2 separate regions of the Sus scrofa genome follow, and region 2 is linked to region 1. A link is a contact called in public HiChIP or PLAC-seq data. All regions are on one chromosome and are shown on one strand. Each heading gives the region's core, a stretch centred on a gene start, on an enhancer-like site or on the middle of the called end of the contact. The rest is flanking DNA. Distances are from core to core; before and after follow the strand shown.

Evidence for each region. HiChIP or PLAC-seq counts read pairs in DNA pulled down with a chosen protein or histone mark.
Region 2: an H3K27ac HiChIP or PLAC-seq map of alveolar macrophages shows a contact between it and region 1. The contact joins two enhancer-like sites. A contact is called at or near these places in 1 of 47 Hi-C or Micro-C datasets (embryonic fibroblasts) and 1 of 2 datasets of contacts at active chromatin or transcription factors (alveolar macrophages).

The regions. Positions count from the first base shown.
Region 1 is chr1:266,258,356-266,261,278 of Sscrofa11.1, forward strand. The region is part of intron 4 of MAPKAP1 (target of rapamycin complex 2 subunit MAPKAP1); the gene reads right to left. Among named protein-coding and RNA genes, the nearest start is that of MAPKAP1, 87 kb to the right of the region's middle. Within about 2 kb of position 1,311, at least 2 of the 83 cell types and tissues checked have an H3K27ac peak or open chromatin away from gene starts, as enhancers often do. A contact at or near this core is called in alveolar macrophages, where this site is marked.
Region 2 is chr1:266,540,900-266,544,018 of Sscrofa11.1, forward strand. The region is part of intron 2 of PBX3 (pre-B-cell leukemia transcription factor 3); the gene reads left to right. Among named protein-coding and RNA genes, the nearest start is that of PBX3, 160 kb to the left of the region's middle. Within about 2 kb of position 1,767, at least 4 of the 83 cell types and tissues checked have an H3K27ac peak or open chromatin away from gene starts, as enhancers often do. A contact at or near this core is called in alveolar macrophages, where this site is marked.

The DNA of each region.
Region 1 (2,923 bases), core at 61-2,560:
TGTTGCTGTGAGCTGTGGTGTAGGTCACAGATGCAGCTCAGATCTGGTGTTGCTGTGGCTGTGGCGTAGGCCAGCAGCTATAGCTCTGATTAGACCCCTAGCCTGGGAACGTCCATGAGCTGCAAGTACAGCAAAACAAAAACAAAAACAAAACAAAACAAAAAAAAGTGACTTACATTAGTGGGCATAAAATCATGCTCAACAGATCTCAAGTAACTGGTATCAGCAGACCATCTCCAACCACAAAACAAGTTCAAATCAATCATCAAAAAGAAAAGTTAGAAAAACCTTCTGGGTTTGGAAATTCAGGAACACTCATAAATAATTCAGAAAAGTAATATGAGAAATGAGAAATATCTACAGGCAAATATACCAAAAAAAAAAAATATGAGATTACGAGATAAAGCTAAAAGAAGAAGGACCTATACCACCAGAGCAAGTAAACATTGTAATGATCTTCTGGAAAAAGACCTAAGGTCATTTAGTCAAGCAATCATGTACTGAGAAAGAGGAATGCCAACAGTTCAAAAATGCTGGACACTGTTGAAGCTGAAAATGGACCATGGCTACAATACAGCCCCACTCAGGTGTGGCTTCGAAAGATAACAGTGATACAAAGTCTTCCCAGTAGCCAGACTTTGTTTGTTTTGGCCACACCCACAGAATGTGGAACTTCCTAGACTAGGAACTGAACCCACACCACAGCAGTAACCCAAGCCACTGCAGTGACAATGCCAGATCCTCAATCCACTGTACCACAAGGGAACTCCCCAATAGCTAGAGTTTGGACAAAGCATTTGCTCGTCTCCTTTGTGTGGAAGGAGATGTGTCAGGAAGTTAAAATCCGTAGACTCCTGGGAACATGGGCCTTAGGAGAGTTCTTATTACCCTGATAAAGAGTAGCTCAGTGTGTCTAAACTGCGCAAACGATGTGGTTTACACTGAACATCTGCCTTCCTTCCAGGACTCTGGAATTTGGTACACGCTAGGCAGAGGGTGTACAGGTGAAGAGCCTCCAACAGAAACCCTGGGCACTGAGTTTCTAATAAGCCTCCACAGCAGATATTTTTACCCACGTTGACACACCTTGTTGCTAGGGGAGTAAGCATGTCCACTGTGATGCCACTGGAAGAGGACTCTTAGAAGTGTGTACCTGGTTATCCCTAGGCTTTGCCCATTATACTTTTCCCTTTGTTGATCATGCTTTGTACACTTTAAAAACATGAGCACAATTTATATGCTGACTCCTGTGAGTCCTAGTGAATCACTGTCCCGGGGAATTGCAAAACAGACTTCTATCTTCAGCTAGTCTTTGTGACTGGCCTCCCCAGTGCTGGCACAATACACACATGAGCAGAGTAGCCATGACAACAAAGACCGGGGCTATATGTGGACCCAAAAGCATGATCTCCCATTCACCAAGGCTGATATTGTTACCGTCCACGGTCAAATATCCAACCCGACAGCAACAGAGAACAATACTGAGGTCCCAGTAGACCATCACCCTTTAAGGAGACCAAACAGTTATTTGCTGCAAGTTGAATGTACTAGACTTCTTCTACTCTGAGGTGGCTTTGGCAGAGGTCACACATGTTCAGGTATGGATTTACCTTTCCTGCCAGGAAGGCTTCAGCCAGGAGAGTGTTTAATCCACCAAAATGGCAGCCCACATAACATGGGACCAGACTGAGAAACCCACTTTATAGCAAAGGATATGTGGTATTAGCATATAACCATAGGATTGTTTGGTTATATCACACACCGTACTACTCAAAAGCTTTCAGTCTAACAGTGATAGAACAAGGTACAAATAAGGCACTAGCTCAGAGGTGACACCCTGTGAGGCTAGGATGCCATCTCTAGGACACAATACATATACAAAATATCAACAATCATTATATGGTATTACGTCCTCGGTAGGTAAGACACACGGTTTTAGGAACCAAGAAGAGGAAGCAACAGTGGCTCCATTAACCATTACTTCCAGGGACCCACTTGGGAATTTATGCTTCCTATCCCTAGAAGTTGCGGCTCTGTGGATTTAGAGAACCTGGCTCGCATATGCAAAACACTTCTACCAAGGGACACAGGAGACACACAGCAAAAGTCCCACTAAAGGTTAAACTATGTTTGCTGGTCAGGCTCCTCATGTCAAGGGATATCAGGCAAGAAGAAAAATCACCACCCTGAAAGGAGGAATTGACTCTCGTCAGGAGACGGCAGGGCTGCTGTTACCCAATGGCGGCAAGAAGGAATAGGTCTGGCCAGTAAATCCATGTGGGCATATTTTGTTACTTTTGCCCAGTTTTGGTGGTAAACAGACCAATGAAGCAGCCAAAGCCTTTGAAAAGTAGCCAGTAACTCAGGGATAAGGGTCTGGGCCATCATACCCTAAAAGCCACCTAGACTAGAGAAGACACTAACTGAGACTGAAGGGACAGGAACGAATACTGGAAGAGGGAGAGGAGTATCAGTTCTGGCCTCAAGACTAGCTGCAGCAATGGGGACTGCGGTTTATTCTATGAACTTTCCTTATTTAAGTTTTCCAAAAACCCAGAAACCCACCAGAGGGATGGAGGAGCCATCCCAGTAAATTTGTATTTACTTACATGGATCAAGTAAACATAAGCAGCACGAAGGGTAGGGGAAGACTGGCATGGTGAATGCAGAAATATTAAGGCCTGGCCCCCTTGCCCCCACCCGGGACACCTCCGAAGGGCCATCTTAGCTTCAGAATGCTCCACGGTGTAAGTACTACTGCCCAACATCTCCTTCTACCCAATCCTGCTCCCTTCTCTTCTCCCAGCAGATGATGATTTAGAAAGCACTCTCTGACAAATTGGCTGCATGCTCATCTCCATTTCAGAGTCTGTTGCCCAGAGAAACCCAACCTGTGACAATTAGTTTTATTAACAAGTTCTAC
Region 2 (3,119 bases), core at 517-3,016, 280 kb after region 1:
TGCATTTCCAGATTTATTTTGAAAAGTGCCAGGGGGTGCTATGTGTTATGTACAATAAGTTAATTATTATGCTATTAACATTGATGATGTTGAATGTGTATTAGTTAATGTGTTAATGACGTGTTAATTACTGTACATGTTGTGAAGACCCTTCAGGCTTGTTCTATGATGCAACATGTCAACTCGAACCAGACCAAGTAATCTGCAACGCAGACTGTAACTCTTAAAAATAACACTTGTAAACATAAATTATAAATTAAATTATGCTTTTTATTATCCTTTTTCTTTCTGGTAGAATGAATAAGTAATTCTTCTGCTATCTGCACCTGTTAGAACCTAATACTGTCAGACTCTGTTTTCCCCAAGAGGATTGGAAGAGATTTGTTATACAATAACTTCCGCTTTGTTTACGCTCTGGCATTTAGTGTATATTTTATATAGATTCATGTGTTTTGCAAGCTGAAAGATCCTTTTTTTGCATTTGTTTACCAGATTAATTTATAATAGAAGACACCCCTGTCTTTGTGCAAGCAGGTGAAAAGTGGCCTTATTCAATTAGCACCACTAGTTGATACTACACTAATCTATATATAATTGTGATTCAGTCTATGGCCCTTCAAGATTTTGGCCAAATAGTTGAAACCTTAAGAGATCAGTCATAAAAAACTGGATGCCACTTTCAAATCATTTGAAAGGCCAGAATTTGCTGCCATTTGAAAACATGAAATAGAATAATATATTTGGGTTTTGCATAAATACAATTTGAAAAGGTCAAATATTCAAACTTCATTATTTCAATTTTTGAATTAAGGGTTGCTCACTTCTTCTGAATTGTGAACGTTTTTGGAAAATATACCTGGTATTAATCTTTAAGAGATGAATTCGGTGAAATACAATAAAGTTATGGAATACAGTGTTATTCATAAAATATTTTTATCTCTTCAAAATCATTTGTCTCATATCAAGCTGCATTTATAAAGAATGATAATTCATAAATGAACTGAGTCTTGTAGTGAGGAATTTTTTAAATGACCCACAACCAACTCTTGAAAATACAAAAATAAAATAAAAATGAATGTTCCTTTTCGGCAGTTAATCTACCTTTTGAGGTTGTTAACACAGTATGTACAAGAGGTGGTGAAGAGTAGGAGAGTTATCAAGGGTAAAATCCTGGTTCTTTCACCATTAGCTGTGTGACTGTGAGCATGGCCTCAGTTTCATAATAATGAAAGTGGGCATAATAATAGTACTTACCTCTTTGGATTGTTAAGATGATTAAATGAGTTAATATAGGCAAAGCACTTTGAGCTGGCTCTGGCACATAGGAAACACTCGATAAACATGGGGTCTTATTAACCTACCTTTAATACTACACTGAAAACTATTTGGAAGCATTTAATTTCCACAAGCTCTGAATTCCCCAGGACCCATTATGAAAGTGAGTTTTTGGTTTTCAGTCATTATAGTCTCGTACCTCATCACAGAAAAACGTCTTATTTTTAATGATGATTTTTATTACTCCAGAGTTGTTTACATCCACCTGGAGTCATCCAGGTTTTTTCGTTCATTCAACCTTGTTTGATTTCCTATAGCACAGCTCTTGAGATTTGTATTGGCATGGAAGGGTATTCTGACCAGGACTCTGGTCTCTCTTGCAAGTATTTGTGTCTCTTTTGTTTACAGCCCTGATGTCCTCTTGTAATACCCATGCAAAAGGGATTCTAATAAATCTTGTGCTCAGCATTACACATTGTTTGTTTTAGCTGCCTTCCACTTCATGCTTCCTCCTTTAAGAGCGAGCCATTACGAAAGGTTAGATTCACAGTTAGCAGGCTTTAGCTCTCCCTTTTGAATCAGTGAGGTTGCCGTTTTATTGCTCTCCGACTTACACTTCAGTGATGAGAGTAAACTAGCATCAGATTAAAGGTCAGCAAATCCCATCAAAGAGAGGAATATTAGGGGCAGAGATAGTTGGAGAGGCAGCACACCACTGGGTATTGACAGGGTGATTCCAGGGTATCAGTCAGCAGAATTATAGCTGCCCAGAGAGTCAGTACAGCTTTAATGAGCCTGTGTGAAGAGGAAGAGGGTGGATTTATGTAGTTCCTCATAATTTTCTGTAGAGACTGTTATTGCAGACATTCTGTGGAGTGTTCTGGTCTTTCATTTAATTCAAAGGTCCTGGAGCTTATCCATCCTCTAAATTCCTTTTTGTTAGCTCAAATCAAAGTTGACATTTCCATGGTTTACCACCTAAAACACCCAGTTCAAAATCAGGTTTCTTTAGGCAATTTTGAAATCTGTAAACTGTTAATATAAATCTACAATCATGTTTATATTAATGCATATATGTTTCCTCTTCAGAAAAGTGGGTTGAATAATGAACTTTTTTTTTTTCTTGTAAGTAGCCAATGGGGGAAAATGTACATTTACACATTGCCCCCTAAGTAACTGGGGGAAAAACTGATTATAATTATGATATGGTGCTTTTCAAAAGGATCTTAATGCTCATTCCCCTTAAATTGGCTTTCCTAATTAATTGTTTATGTGCCATTTGTATATGCCCCATCTTACTCTTTATGCCCCCCCAGTACCCCTAAACTAGAAAAAAAAATTTTATCTGTGGAGAGGAAATGTTTTTAATCATTGTGATGAGCAAGGCTACATTTAATTGCGCTAATTTTCAGTCCACCTTGATTTTGATGTATCTTTGTGGTGAATCTGATTCATATTAATTTCTTATCAGAGGGGGATTAAATCTCTATGACTTCAAAATCTAGACTATGCTGTGGTAAGTCAAGTGTTTATGAAAAATGTCAGGATATCCTTGCCGTAGGTTATTTGCTTAAAGAGTTAATGATATATAGATAGATTTTTTTTAACTTAAGCTTTTATTTATAGGTCACTAGAAAATAGATGGTTTGTGAGAAAATTATCAATAAATTTGTGCCAGAATGTTTTATTTTATTAGCCAAACCAGCCACTTCTTTGTAACCTGTTTTTAAGAATATGCCTTTTTGATTATTTATAAGTAAATGAATGCATTATTAACACAGAGGTCTTGTTGGTGTGATTTGCTGCTTGGAAGATGCTTTTAAGCTTCTCTGCCATTGTCCTCT